Regions from separate parts of the Sus scrofa genome. Here region 1 is linked to region 2. Evidence: chromatin contacts called from public HiChIP or PLAC-seq data. All regions are on one chromosome and are shown on one strand. Each heading gives the region's core, a stretch centred on a gene start, on an enhancer-like site or on the middle of the called end of the contact. The rest is flanking DNA. Distances are from core to core; before and after follow the strand shown.

The links. HiChIP or PLAC-seq counts read pairs in DNA pulled down with a chosen protein or histone mark.
Region 1: an H3K27ac HiChIP or PLAC-seq map of alveolar macrophages shows a contact between it and region 2. The contact joins the promoter of KIAA0100 here to the promoter of TMEM199 in region 2. A contact is called at or near these places in 1 of 5 promoter capture datasets (liver) and 1 of 2 datasets of contacts at active chromatin or transcription factors (alveolar macrophages).

The regions. Positions count from the first base shown.
Region 1 is chr12:44,891,677-44,894,952 of Sscrofa11.1, forward strand. KIAA0100 (protein KIAA0100 homolog) reads right to left here and starts at 1,792. Exons shown (of 43, transcript XM_003131765.5): 1 at 1,633-1,792; 2 at 669-792. The coding sequence starts at 1,700.
Region 2 is chr12:44,634,731-44,637,830 of Sscrofa11.1, forward strand. It overlaps TMEM199 (transmembrane protein 199), which reads left to right and starts at 1,649. Exons shown (of 6, transcript XM_003358166.4): 1 at 1,649-1,892. The coding sequence starts at 1,682. It overlaps POLDIP2 (polymerase delta-interacting protein 2), which reads right to left and starts at 1,572. Exons shown (of 11, transcript XM_003358174.5): 1 at 1,321-1,572. The coding sequence starts at 1,481.

The sequences.
Region 1 (3,276 bases), core at 542-3,041, 260 kb after region 2:
TGCGGCATATGGAGGTTCCCAGGCTAGGGGGTCGAATTGGAGCTACAGCTGCCGGCCTACACCACAGCCACAGCCACGTCAGATCCGAGCTGCGTCTGCAAGCTACACCACGGCTCACGGCAATGCCAGATCCTTAACTCACTGAGCGAGGCCAGGGATCAAACCCACCACCTCATGGTTCCTAGTCAGATTCATTTCTGTTGAGCCACAGCAGGAACTCGAGGAAATGTTTTAAGAACAGGAGGAAGTGCAATAGCTCTCCACTAAATACTCTCCATTACTATTTCTACCAGCTTCTCTCCTCAGTGTGATAGCCTGTTCCTCACAATGACATGGACTGAACTTGCTTAGTATTTCTCTTTTACGAATATGCTGCCCTGTTTCCACTCTTAAATTAAGCTCTTCTACTTCCCATTATCTTTGTTCTGTGCTTCTGTTATCTTTCTTACATGCCCTCGACACTCTGCGCCTTATAAGCATTTTTAACAGAACCACTTGCATCAATTCCAGTATTCCCAAACTAGCTCTAAGATCATCTTGGCAAAGGGGTGCAAGGCTGCGTTAACTAGGAGAGAGAGCCACTACAATTCTTAAAAAAGGAAATCAAAAGTTGAAATTCATTTGGATCAACCCCACATACTACCCAGGGAGTTTCCCAGGACTCTCACCACTGTTTGCTGGTGCTGCTGAAATTTAAGACTAACATTCTGTATCCAAAAAAAGGAGCCAATCTTTAGTTCCGCCTTCAGCTTCCGCTGACACCAACTGGTGGCCAACCGGACCACAAGCCACCTGCAGAAAAATCCTTATGAGTTCATAGGACCCTCTCCCAATTATGGCCTCCCTCACCCCCTGCTGGCCCTAGAACACCTTCCAAAGGACCATGATTTGTAGCTGAATCTTCTGGGCAGCTCTCCTGTCTTCCAAAACACCATTCTGTCATATACATTCATCCGCGCAGATCAGGACCCCAGCCCTGGAGTGTCCCCTCCACCCAGATGAAATCAGACGAACTAAACTGCACCTTCTAAGTTGGAGACAAAGAAAGCAATCCCTCAAATCCTTAGGAACCCCAGAGATAGAGAGAAGACTCCCAAGAGAAGTCGAAGGACAAGCACCCCTGCCAGATGTGCCCATCACATCACCCCAAAGGGTCTCCTTCGCCTTCCAGACAGGTGTCCGCGAGAAGGCACTGTGGGGTCACACCCAGCCGACTCAAATGCCGCTCTCCCTGGGCAGCCAGACCTGTTCCTGCTCCCCAGGGCAGGTTGCAGGTGCCCTTCGCGCTCGCGGAAGAGGACGTTCAGAGGCGAGTGAATGGAAAAAGAAAAGCCGAGCCCCGTCCTCACTCACACCTCCATCCTCCTCCCAATCGTAGCATCTCCTCAGGCCTCGTCCGCTTGCTTGTTCTCCCCCCCACTCCCGGTTCTTCCGAGACAGCTCCGGTCGTACGCCCCCGCTCGATCCCTTTCCTAGTCGCTAGCCCCCTCCTCGGCCCCTCCCCCTCTCCATCTCCCCACCTCTAGCCCCTTCCCCCTCCCGCCCGCTTCTTTCCTGCGCGCGCCCCCTCCTCAGCCTCTCTTCCTTCCCTTCCCACTGTCCCCTCCCCCGCTGTAGCTGGGATCCCCTCACCGGCCTAGGAAGAGGGCGATGAGCGCAACCAACAGCAAGGCCAAGAGCGCGGAGAAGAACAGGGGCATTCCGGCCCCGGCCCGGCCCGGCTCTGGCCCCCGCCCTGCCGGGGCAGCCCCCGCCGGCTCCAAGCTGGGCCGCCACGGGCCGACCAGCAACAAGCGCAGGGACAGCGCGGGGGGAGGAAGCGTTGGCGCGAGTGCGCCCCGCCCCCTCCCGCAGCCAGCCAGCCTGCCAGCTGTCTTTCGGCCCCGCCCGCCCGGCGCCCGCGATCCAGTGGGGCCAACCGGCTGCTAGCGCGAAGTGTAGGCGTGGCTCCGGAAGGAGCGCACTGGGAGCGGCCCTCAAGCCGATTGACACACAGGCCCCGCCTCAGGCGCACCCTTCTGGACCCGGAAAAGCGGAACCGGGTTTACTCGCCAGGGCCTAGGCTCGCCCGGGCCTAGGCTCGCTCCCAGGATGTCAGAGGACCCGGATGGATCGCTTCACTGCGGGGAGATCCTCTCTCAAAGCGTTTCCCAGAGTAGTTGTATAGAGTCTGCGTGGCCACTTAGGGCCTGGACTGAGGCTAATGCCCCAGTTATACCCCTGGGTCATACGAAGTACTTATCCTGTCTTATTCCAGAGCCTTATCCGAACATCATTGAGGAAACCAAGGGGTAATTAAAAGGCCTCAAAAGTCCCACCTCATTCCATTCACAACAGAATGAATTTTTAACTCATTTACTGTTCAAATGTTCTAGTTAATATGTATTGTGCTGCTGTGTGGGCAGCACCATTCTGGACCTTTCCTTGCAGTTTTCAGTTTTCTACTGTCAACAGCAGTCAAAGCACTGCGCTGGAGTGGTATTACAGAAGTAAAGAATAGGAGTTCCCGTCGTGGCGCAGTGGTTAACGAATCCGACTAGGAACCATGAGGTTGTGGGTTCGGTCCCTGCCTTGCTCAGTGGGTTAACGATCACGGCGTTGCCGTGAGCTGTAGTGTAGGTCGCAGACGCGGCTCGGATCCCGTGTTGCTGTGGCTCTGGCGTAGGCTGGTGGCTACAGCTCCAATTCGACCCCTAGCCTGGGAACCTCCATATGCCGCGGAAGCGGCCCAAAGAAATAACAAAAAGACAAAAAAAAAAGTAAAGAATATTGTACTTGGAATTCCTCTGTGGCACGGTGGGTTAAGGATCTGGTATTGTCACTGTAGCTGCCCAGGTCATTGCTGTGGCGTGGGTTTGATCCCTGACCCAGGAATTTCCTCCTGCTGCAGGTAAGACCAAAAAAAAAAAAAAAAAAAAAAAGCTTGTGTGTGTGTGTGTGTGTACATATTGTACATATCTTCCACAAGAACTATCTAAGAACTATCTATATATGTTCTTGCCCTTTGGGAACAATTTATCTGGAAAGCAAACATCATTATGTGAAATAGAGAATTCAGTCAACTTTATTTTACCTGTTTCTCTGTGAAATGCAACAGGACAAATGTTCCTTCCAACTCTAGTGCAGTGATGCTAACACAGTACAAGCTAAAGAAATTCTAAGGATTTAAAAATAAATACCTCATATCCCTTTGCTCTGACATCCTCATCTCCATAAACTCCTTCAGGATTTCACTTGGGGACTTTCTTTCCCACTCCTTCAGATAAAGCCCCATTT
Region 2 (3,100 bases), core at 399-2,898:
CTCTTGACTCTCAGAGTTCCTCATATCATGCCCTCAGACTCTGCTTAATTGTATCCCTTGCCTCCCTTTCTTCCCTGACCCACCTTCCTGATCTCCGAAGGCATTTTAACTGCCATTCCCACCTTGCATTTCAGTTATCTGTGTTCCTGTTTTATCTCCATTAGAAACTGTAACTTCCCCAGGAGCAACGCCTGTGTGATTAGCCTGTGCTCCCTTGCAAAGCCTGGTATAAAATGGGGTGCTCAAAAAAATACTTGTTTTGGAGTTCCTGTCAGTGGCTCAGTGGTTAACAAACCAGAGGAGTATCCATGAGGACATGGGTTTGATTCCTGGCCTCATGCAGTGCATTAAGGATCCGGCATTGCTGTGAGCTGTGGTGTAGGCCGGCAGCTGAGGCTCCCATTCGACCCCTAGCCTGGGAACCTCCATATGCTGCAGGTGCAGCCTTAAAAAGACAAATTAGGAAAAGAAAAAAACAAAACAAAACAAAAAACCTTGTTTTGTGTTACAAGTCCATGTCCATCTCCCTCCCTCTAAACCTGCCCATGAAGGGCTTCATCATCTCTAGATTTGCAAGTGTACTACTCCCTGCATTCCACCTAGATTTACTTTCTCAATCTAATTTTTGTTTAGATTTACATCAATTTTCACAGGGGTCTTAAACTGCAAATAGCTATCATCTCTCCCCAATACCAGCGTATAATCTCAGCCACTCGGCTCTCACAATGACCTCTCTGGACATTGCTTTTTCTAGGGGCCCTTCAAAGCCCTCTTTTCTATCGTGGCAATGTGAACTTCATGCTTCCTCCCACTTGATCCACCTGCTCAAATGTGATCTGCCTGGCCCATCCTTAGAGACACTTGCTCACACAACCCCACGCCTGGAAACCCCCTTCCCCAAGTCACATAAAGAGGAAAATGTGTCCCTAAGGTTACACTGAGCGCAGACTCGGGTCCAGTTTCCCACTTCTAGCATCTTTCTGAGGCAGGCCTTGACCCAGTCACGGGCTGGAGGTTCAAGTCAAAAGCCCTAGGACTTAATTAAAAGGCTGCCCACTAACAGCATTCGGGAAGGTAGGGTTCGTTCTGGGGGGGTTGCTGCTTCCCCCTCAGAGTCAGCCCTGCACAACCCAGCGCTCGGGGCCGCACTCCCGTCTCTGCTCCTGGCACGCCTCCAAGGCAGCGCAGGTCGCCTCCCGGCCCGCGCCCTCCCCCGGGTCGAACTTTCGTCACCCTCAGCTGGCCGGGCCCCCTGGCCTCCTCTCTGACCCGAGACACGCTCCCTGGGCTCCGGAAGGGCCCCCGCGCTCCGTCCCTCACCGGGACGAGAGGTGCCTCCGCGTCGTCGTGGTCGCCGCTGGTGTTAAGGCCCCAGCTCCACCCGCTGCACACAGCGGTCTCGGCCCACGAGCCCCGGTCAGCGACCGGGACCACCAGCGACCGCCCACGGTCAAGGCCCGCCGGGCCACACAACCCGCCATGTCCCGCCCGAGTGCCCGCTGGGCTGCTGACACACAGCCCGACCCGCGGCCGGGCGGCGTTCCGCCCCCGCCCCACACTGCCCCGCGCCGCGTCCCCGCCCCCTTGGCCCTCCGCCCCGCCCAACGAGCTCAGAGCTGCTTCCGGCGCAGGCGGACGGAAGTCCCTGCTCGGGGTCACGTGACCCTACAGTCGCTTAGACATGGCGTCTTGCTTGCTGGCCGGGGAGCGGCTGGTACGCGCTTTGAGCCCCGGCGGGGAACTGGAGCCAGAGCAGCTGCCCAAGAAACTGCGAGCAGATCTTGAGGCCGCGTTGGGAAAGAAGCACAAGGGCGGCGATGGCCCTCCTGGCCCTGAACGCCTGGTTTCTTTCCGCCTGATCCGGGATCTACACCAGTACCTGAGAGAAAGGGGTGAGCCCCAGTCTCCAGTTCAGAGTCGCTTCCTTTTTTTTTTCCAGAGTTTTGTCCCCTTTGAGGTCTATTTCCACACCTCTAGCATTTTTCTGAAGGATGTATACGGTTGCGGAGCCAAATTGGCGTCTGCCTGCCCAACTCCAAGCAAATCCATTCTACTGACACAGGCTTGTGGTGAAGAAAAGTGCAGTGTTTATTGCAGGGTGCCAAACAAGGGAGTGGGAGACAAGCCTCAGATCTGCTTCAAATTGTCCTTTGAGTTAAGGGGTTTGCTTTTAAAGGAGTAGAACAAAGAGGATGGGAACAGTCATTGTCTTGCGACATTTCAGTGGCATTTCCAATTGGGAGTAGGCAAGTCTCTGGTTTACAGTTTTCGGGCCAGGTGGCCCATGGCTCGGGAGTCTATTAGTTCACCTCTGGCTCTGGAGAAACGCCTGAGTTTGCAGGTTAATGATCTCTGTAACAGATTTTAGCACCTTAAGTTTGCTAATGACAATAGCAGTTTTAGCCATCTAACTGGTGATTAGTGTTCCATTAGCACAGGATTGAGTTAGAGGGAAGAAAGTTTTGGCTAGAGAGGTTAATCACAAACTCAGAGAATTCAGTTTTAGGGGGACCCAGTTTCAAATCTAATACTCTCTTTCACCCACAGAATGGTCATCTAGCCAATCCAAGAGTCACCTCATAAACTCTGGGGAACCCACTCCCTTCACAACTTCCATAGGCATTCTTTGTGGATGACAAAATTTTATCTGTGCGGTTTCTGCTCTCTTGAATCTCTTCTTCACTTCCAGGCCCGCTTAGGCTCACCTGACCCTTGAAGAAATACATGTTTTAACGCATTACCACTGCATAGGTTCAGTTTCTTCCTTTTAAGCCACATTAGAAAACAGAACAATTGGAGTTTCCATCGTGGCTCAGTGGGTAACGAACCTGACTAGCATCCATGAGGACTCGGGTTCGATCCCTGGCCTTGATCAGTGGGTTAAGGATCCAGTGTTGCCATGATCTGTGGTGTAGGTTGCAGACGCTGCTCAGATCTGGTGTTGCTGGAACATCCATATACCGCGGGTGTGGCCCTTAAAAAAAAAAAAAAAAAGTCGAAAGAAAGAAAACAGCATATCGAGCTTGTCCTGTTTGGGAATCCACATTTCTTTTCATCTCAAAAGCAAAAGTGGTCAGATCTGATATGTTTTTTTCTTTTT